3 separate regions of the Sus scrofa genome follow, and regions 2 and 3 are each linked to region 1. Evidence: chromatin contacts called from public Hi-C and promoter capture Hi-C data. All regions are on one chromosome and are shown on one strand. The core of a region is the stretch at or near the end of the contact, and the rest is flanking DNA. Distances in the headings are between cores, read along the strand shown.

The links. Promoter capture Hi-C pulls out the DNA fragments that hold promoters and counts their contacts. Hi-C and Micro-C count contacts between places; a contact is called where the count stands out from the background.
Region 2: a contact with region 1 is called in a promoter capture Hi-C map of fetal liver, with 2.4 times the contacts expected there. The contact joins the promoter of TRPC4AP here to the promoter of AHCY in region 1. A contact is called at or near these places in 1 of 5 promoter capture datasets (fetal liver) and 1 of 47 Hi-C or Micro-C datasets (embryonic fibroblasts).
Region 3: a Hi-C map of liver shows a contact between it and region 1, with 4 times the contacts expected there. The contact joins the promoter of ACSS2 here to the promoter of AHCY in region 1. A contact is called at or near these places in 1 of 5 promoter capture datasets (fetal liver) and 1 of 47 Hi-C or Micro-C datasets (liver).

The regions. Positions count from the first base shown.
Region 1 is chr17:37,743,107-37,745,676 of Sscrofa11.1, reverse strand. AHCY (adenosylhomocysteinase) reads left to right here and starts at 1,299. Exons shown (of 10, transcript NM_001011727.1): 1 at 1,299-1,418. The coding sequence starts at 1,391.
Region 2 is chr17:38,467,004-38,469,573 of Sscrofa11.1, reverse strand. TRPC4AP (short transient receptor potential channel 4-associated protein) reads left to right here and starts at 1,284. Exons shown (of 19, transcript XM_003359957.4): 1 at 1,284-1,541. The coding sequence starts at 1,374.
Region 3 is chr17:38,259,003-38,261,572 of Sscrofa11.1, reverse strand. ACSS2 (acyl-CoA synthetase short-chain family member 2) reads right to left here and starts at 1,285. Exons shown (of 18, transcript NM_001143695.1): 1 at 1,057-1,285. The coding sequence starts at 1,234.

The sequences.
Region 1 (2,570 bases), core at 50-2,549:
ACAATGTTGAGGAATTCTCCTGCGGTGCAGCAGGTTAAGGATCTGGTGTTGTCACTGCACCAGCTTGGGTTGCTGCTGTGGCTCAGGTTAGATCCCTCCTTGGGAACTTCCACATGCCAAAGGCACTGCCAAAAAAAAAAAAAAAAAAAAAAAAAAATAGAACTGAAAGAGAAAAGTAAGTTGCAGAAGAATATGTATCCTATGATTTCATTTACACAAAGGTGAAACAGTCAAAACTAAGCAATGCATGGTTTAGTGGGTTAAGGATCTGGCATTCCTGTGGCTGTGGCTGGCAGCTACAGCTCCGATTTGATCTCTAGCCTGGGAACTTCCATATGCCACAGGTGCAGCCCTAAAAAGCAAAAAAGAAAAAAACAATTCTGTCAGACTGACAAGTGATGACAGGGATGTGGATCAACAAGCCCTCTCAGACACTGCTGGTGATAGGATGAGCTACCTTGGAAAACAATTTGGTAATATCTAGGAAAGTTAAAAATGTGCCTTTATCTCAAAAACTCCACCCCTGAGTACACTTATGGTTCCAGGACACCTACTCATGGGCTAAGAGGCAATGTTCATTTTTTCATATACACAATAATGGCAGACTGTATAAAATCTGAATATAGAACAGGTAAATTAATCACACGATGTATACAATAAAATACTATACAGCAGCAAAACTCTATGCATGACCCTTACAAATATTAACAGAAAAAAAGCAAGTTGCAGAAGAGTAAGTACAGTATGGCACTATTTAAATAAAGGTTTTAAACACAGAGTGACTTCTATGAAGCATTTAATGATTTATGCATATGTAGTAAAAGTATTAAAAATGCATACAAATCTACCTAAACTCAGCATGGTGGGAGGAGGGTGGAAGGTCTCCCATGTGCTAGGTGTTGACATATTGCAACTTTACCTATTTGTATGGTAGGTATCATTCTGCCCAATTTATAGAAGAGGAAATTGAGGTTCTGGGAAGTGAACTGGTTGGAATTTCAATTTCACTCGGTTTTGGCGTCGGATTCACTGATTGAATGAATGAAGTTAAAGATGGCCTCAGGTTTGATATCAGGCCTCTCCTGGAACTCCTTTCGCTACGCTGCTCGGGAGGTGGAAGGTCCCCGTAAGCTAAAAACTGGTCTGAACCCCAACCAAAGTCCGTTCTGGTCCCGCCCCCCTCCGTTGGGCCCCGCCCCCCTGCGTTGGGCCCCGCCCCGACCGCTCAGCACCAGCGGGACTCATGAATATGCAAGCTACGGTAAGATATTTAAAGGCGCCGGTGCCACTCGCAGATCCCTGCCCGGCGCCGCCCGCCCTGCGTTTGTCCCCAGCCCAAGGCCGGCCCCCTTCGCTCGTGTCCATCACTACGTGTGGAAGCGCCGCCAGCATGTCGGAGAAGCTGCCTTACAAAGTCGGTGAGTCCCTGGACATGCAGGGTAGGGGCCTGCTGGGACGGCAGCCACAGGGCCGAATCGGGGCGCTCAGGAGGAGCCCCTTGAATCGCTGGCTTGGCGCGGTCTTTGGCCGCGCGAGGCCTTCTGGGGGCTGGAGTTCTTCCGCCGCCATGAGCAGGTCTTCGGAGGCGGCCGCGCACTACGAGTCCCGGCGTGCCCCGCGAGGCCGGGTGCAGCGGCGCGGGCTGCGGAGTGGTGAACTCGCGGCGTGTTCCACACGGAGCCGGCTGGGGCGGGCGGGGAGCGCACACCTAACCGAGGCCTGGGACCAATGGCACCTGCTGGGGCCAACACCGGGGAGCCTGGATCCTGCCTCCTGGGTCTGGACCAGCTCTTTGGCCCCCTGGGTGGTCCTGGGCAAGTGCTTATCCCTCTCTGGGCCACCTACAGGGAAGACGAGGTCATTAAGACCCCGAAGGGCACGTGAGGAGAGGCCTGGAGACTGAGCCGACACAAGCACTAGTCCACTTACAAGGGACTTTGGGCTTGTTACTCAACCTCTGGGGTCACCCACCTGGCCAACAGGGACAATCGTACAGAGAATCTCGAAGAAATTTTGGAGTGGCTAGAAAAATCCTTACTGCTCTCCTAGGGATTGAAGCTGTGCATTGATAGTTAATGTTTACTGGGCTTTTACTGTGGAATGGGCACTGCCTTCTACCTTTATTCTAGATTAATTCATTTTCTTCTCACGGTTTTTTAGGATAGGGGCTGTTACTTTATCATTTTACAATGAGTATACTGAGATACAGGAAAAAAGGTTAACTTGTCCATGATCTTATAGCTGGGAGGTGGTGGAGCAGGATATAAATCCAGATCCTGCTCACCTTTTCACCACAGTATATAAGTGAACACATCTGAAACAGCCCCACTGACCTTTCAGGAAAAAACTGTTCAGGCAGACTATCAGTTTTTAAAGTAAATTCAAGACACCATTCTACCCAGAGAAAGGCATCAATATTTATGGAGCTGTGTATCTGGGGGTTTGCATTTGTTTACAGAATGACCTTTAGAGGTGGACTTTATCCCATTATACAGAGGAAGAAGCTGAAGGTGTAATAGGAAATGACTTGGAAAGATTCTGTGGAAATAGTAACTTACCAATAGTTGTTT
Region 2 (2,570 bases), core at 35-2,534, 720 kb before region 1:
GTATCACCATTACCACAAACCAGCTTTAGAACTATATTTTGATTTTGTTATATGTAACTTAATATGTCTGAGATTCATTTTAGCTTTTGCTGTAAAGTTTAAGACCTAAATTTTTTTTTCTTTCCCCATTGATTTGAAATGTCTCCCTTACCACATGCTAAAGTTCCAAGTATATCTGGATCTGGTCCCTGGTCTCCCTGTCTTGGGGTCACAAATAGGGTTTTACTTGGCCTATGGAGTTTTCAGAACTGGGTAATTTCACATCAAAACCCAGCTTTTTGGCTGTTCTGGAAAAACTAGACGATTCAGCAACAATCTGCAGGAGAGGGTAGAGATCACTCCTTTTGATGGGCCTGAGGATGGTGACCACAATCCCAGTGTGCCAGGAACAATCCCTATATATGCCTGCTGTCCTGTTGTAATTGTTAGCAGCATCCTTTCATTCTTAAATATGTTCTGATTTGAGCAATAAACTATGCGGCACAATCTCCACCATTCCTTATTGCATCACACCCAGCATTCCTCTTTCATTTATTTTACATGATCCCCTCCCAGGAAGAAAAAAGGAGAGGAGAGGACGAGATCCTGCCACAGAAATTTGCCAAAAAAAATGATTACGTTGGTTCGGAGTAGAGAGAACATACCGTCCTGTGTGGAGAAATTACGACGTTTCCTCTGACAGAGAATATGATGTCACAATTTACCAATCCTTTCCCCTTCCATTATTTCATTTAACTTCACGACAATCTAGTTACACATCTTACCCAGTTTGTTACTGTGTATTTGCATATGGATTTGCTGACCTCCCCTGTAACTTGCATTTGAAAACAGGGACTTTGTTCTGCTCAGCACTGTTTTCCCAAGGACTGTTCGGTACTGATAGAGCGGGCCCCAAGGAACTATTTACTGGCTGAACAGACTCCCAGGAACTATCGACTGAATGAACTAACAAGAAACTGAGGCTCAGGTCCGTGGCGAGTCAAGGGTAGAGAAAGAGGCAAGCAGGAATCACATCAGGCGGCCAGATTCCTGGTCTGGAACCCAGGATCTTCTAGCTAGTTGGCTATAACCTCCCCAAATAGGCAAGAAATGGGAGAGTGCGCACGCAGAGACTTGTCTTCGACGTCAGAGGACCTCGCCAAAATGCTGGGCCAGAGAAACAAGTGGCGCAGGGGACGCCAGGCTCTCTCGCACCTGCCCGCCTCAGATCAAGACTACAGTTCCCAGCAGCCCCCGCGGGGCTCACGGCTCTGCCACGCGGCTTGCGCCTCCGCCGTCAGCCCAGTGGGGGCGCTGCGGCGACCCCTCCGCCGCCCCGTAGAAATCTCCGCGGCCCCGGGGCCGCTTGCTTCCTGTTTGTCGGACGAGGAGACATGGCGGCGGCGCCGGCGGCTGCTGGATCTGGGGCCGGCCGGGCGCGACGGGCGGCGGCAACGGTGGCGGCTTGGGGCGGATGGGGCGGCCGGCCGCGGCCTGGTAACATTCTGTTGCAGCTGCGGCAGGGCCAGCTGACCGGCCGGGGCCTGGTCCGGGCGGTGCAGGTAGGAAGTCGGCCCGGAGGGGCGGGGCGGGGTGGACCGGGCGGGAGCTGGCCGAGGGCCGGCGAAGAGGCCTTTCCAGGCCGCCGCAGTACGGGCCCGACCCCTCTTGGCCGGCCGTTGGGCCTTTCTGTGGGCTCTCCGGACGCTGTCAGCCGCGGCAGGACAGTGAGTGGGCAGTGGCAGGCTAGAGGACCTGTGTTAGGGGCTGAGCAAGGCTGAGCTGCATCAGGCATTGATGGCGTGTACGAGTCCGGGGCCCAGCTCCTGGATCCTCCCTTCCTTGCGCCACGTCTGCACGTCTGGAGGACCCTGAGCGAGTTTGCTTTAGCCTCTATGGTCCTTGAGTTTCTCCCCCATGAATTGGGCGGTGGGTCATCACTGCAGCTCCTAAAAGGATCTCAGCTCCTAAAAGGTTCTCTCCTAAAATGTCATTCAGAGAGGCCTTTCCTTGACATAACCCCCCACCCCCACCCCAGAGTAGGTTCCCATTGTTATTCAGTTACAGACCTGAATTCGTTTTGTTCACATTACTTTCTCAGTCTGTAATTACATATTTCTTTGTTGTCTACTTTTTTTCTCGCCTGTATTCCACATTAAGCTGAGCTCCAGCGGGTGCAGGGACTGTATCTGTTTTGCCGGTGTAGAGCGTCATGGTTAAGAGCTAGGGCTGTAGAGTAAGGCCTGGATTCAGAATCCTGCTTTTTCTTGCTTGGTCAAATTACTTTTCTGTGCCTCAGTTTCCTTATTTGTAAAATGGAGATGATAATTAGTAAGCTACCTGTTAAGGTGTTGTGAAGATAAAAGACAATCGTGTAAAAGGTTAAATACATTTCTGGTGCATAATAAGAAACTGAAGGGTAATCAGTTAATATTAATGCTATACTTGGTATCTGGCTTATAATATGTGCTCAATATATGATTAGTCTGTCTGTCTTTCTTTCTTCCTTTCTTTCTTTTTCTTTTTTTTTTTGAGTGAATGAAGAACACTGCTTTAGGGTAAAGCAGGGTGAATTAAGACCTAGGCCGCTC
Region 3 (2,570 bases), core at 36-2,535, 520 kb before region 1:
CCTCCTTAGCGCTATTTAGATATTGCTGTGCATCGGGCACTCTACAATGCACACTTTGTACTCACTTTAGCCTTCAAACAACCTGCGCTTACTGTGCCTCAGGCACTCTATAATGCACACTTTACTTAGTACTCACTTTTGCCCTGAAACAACCCACGAGGCAGTTATTACTACCCCTCTCTTATAGATAAAGAATTTCAGACAGGTTTTTAAATCTCCAGAAGACCACACAGTAAATGAGTGGCAGAGCCAGGATCTAAATCCAGATTTTTCTGGGATTGATACAGTGGCTCACTCTTGCCCCACTGCCAACATCATGCAGCTCCCAACTCAGCTATACTTGTGACTCCTTACCTAGCTTGACCGCAAAGACCGAGAATTTTACTTACATATTCCCAAAGACATAGAACTATCCAAAACTCTGAGTGATTACGATCCCAGCCCCAGTTATTTTAAAAGACATTTTAGTGACTTGTTCAGTCTTATATTGTAGTTTCCATTGGGATTTCTGAAATACTAAAAATAGATCTGGGACTCCACTACTCATCTGAGGACCCCAGGATGGGACCCAGCCCGGTTACTGCCCTTCTGCAGTGGGACTAACAGGTGAAAGGTGTCAGGAGGCAATGGTGGGACCGGCGTGAAAGGGTGCGGAGAAAGTTCTCCCGTGGCCAGCCTGCCCTCAAGGCGCCTCTAAGAACCTGTCTGTTCACCTGAGAAACTCTCTCCAGGACACTTTTACTCTCCTCACCTCCTCACGAGACCCCCAAGTCGCCAAGGAACTCCCCAGACCTTAGGGAATCCTTATTTCCTACAGAACTCTCCTTCTCAGAGAACTCCCCTCTCCTCCTGGAACCCCTTTTCCATGTCCTCAAAGAACCGCTATCTGCTCACGGATCCCTCAACTTTCCGAGGGAACCCCAGCTCCCCCCAAAACCCCTCATCTCTCCACGGAACCCCATTTCCGCACAGAACGCCCCCAACTCCTCACTCCCCTGTGCACCCCCACTTCTCTCCTCCCTGACGTCCCTCAGGCCCGCCGGAGCTGGGCCTCACCTTGCGGGTTCTCCACAGAGAGCCGGTGCAGCTCTGCGTAACGCTGCTGCGAAGGGACGTGCGCGCAACGGATGATCTCGGGCGGTGGAGACCAACTCCGAGCCCAGCTCCGGGCTCCAGCCTCCTCCCGGGCCCTGCTCCCGCGGCCGCTCCGGCCCCGCTCTTCAGGAAGCCCCATTGCCTCAAGTTCCTTGCACAGAACCCGCCTTAGCTGTTGCCTCCAGCGCTCAGGCGGGGAAAACAAGCAGACCGAAGGGCGGGGCCTTAAGGAAGGGGAGGGGCTTGACGGCAGAGGCGTGGCTTAGGCCTGTCCTGGTTGTTGGGCGTCCGGGAGAGCGGAGCCGGGCCTGGTGGGGGTGGGACCAGGGCTAGCAAAGAAACCCAGGAGGGCAAGTGGAACTTTGCTAGGGGTTTGGGGCGGAGCTGACTTACGGAAGGGGTGGGGCCGGGCGTGACAGGAGAGAGGGTGGGCCCATGGAGTGAGGGGGAGTGGCGAGGCTGGATGTGACAGGAGAGGAGGCTGGACCATGGAGTGACCAGGGTTGGGTGGGATCTTGGAGTTACAGATGTAGATTTGTGTTAGGGCGGGACTCAGCGGGAAAGAGCTGGGCTAAAGAGCTGAGCCGCCCAGTGGTCTGATCGCACAGCCTGTCACCCCACAGAGTTGAAAAGTCAAGAGGTGTCCTTTCTGGGTGACACCTTTCCTCTGGGGGAACTATCCCCTACACTAAGTAAACTCCAATTTTCTCCCACCCCCGAGGATAGGTCTTTACTTTCCCTGATTGCGCAAACTTCCATCCAAAAAACTGAGTGAAGACTAGGAGGTGCCTTCAGGTCTCTGCTAATAAACCCATCTCCCCATTACATAAATGGTAAACTTAGGTAAAGGGAGGACTTTGTACAAGGTCACAGAGAAAACGACGACATGTTAGAGCCAAACCTAGGTCCTGACTCCAGGTCTTTTTACCAGCCTCATTTGGCTGAAGCTGTGGCTTGTGAAATGACAAAGTGTATGTAAACAGAAGGAATCACTCACTTTCCTTCCCCTTCTTTCCTTCCCGGTCTCTTCACCAAGAGACGTCTCCCTTGCCCCACCTGGGCTCAAATACCTCTGACTTCCCTCTAGCCCTTCCACTCCAGAAAGGAGAGGCCAACCAGGACCCTCATCTCCCACCTGTACTCACCACTAAGAAGGGCTCACACCACCCATTGGTTCACAGAATGGCTGTAAAGGCAGAAAAAATCCTTAAATATCTAATTCCAAGAATGATTCAGAGGCTCAAAGCAGGCACTCCCCACTTCCTGAAGCCTACACAGGACCCCATCTGGCTCAGCCTCTCTTCCCACCTGCTCCCTTGTTCTTTAATTAGCTCAACTCAAGCCCAACACAACCCAAATGGAAAAACAAACACTGCCCCCCACCCCCATGGTCAGACCTATGATCCAGAGCTACCTAATCCTGAGGGAAGGGTTTCAAGGCTCCCTGAAGGGATACAGACCTCAAGGAATGGACA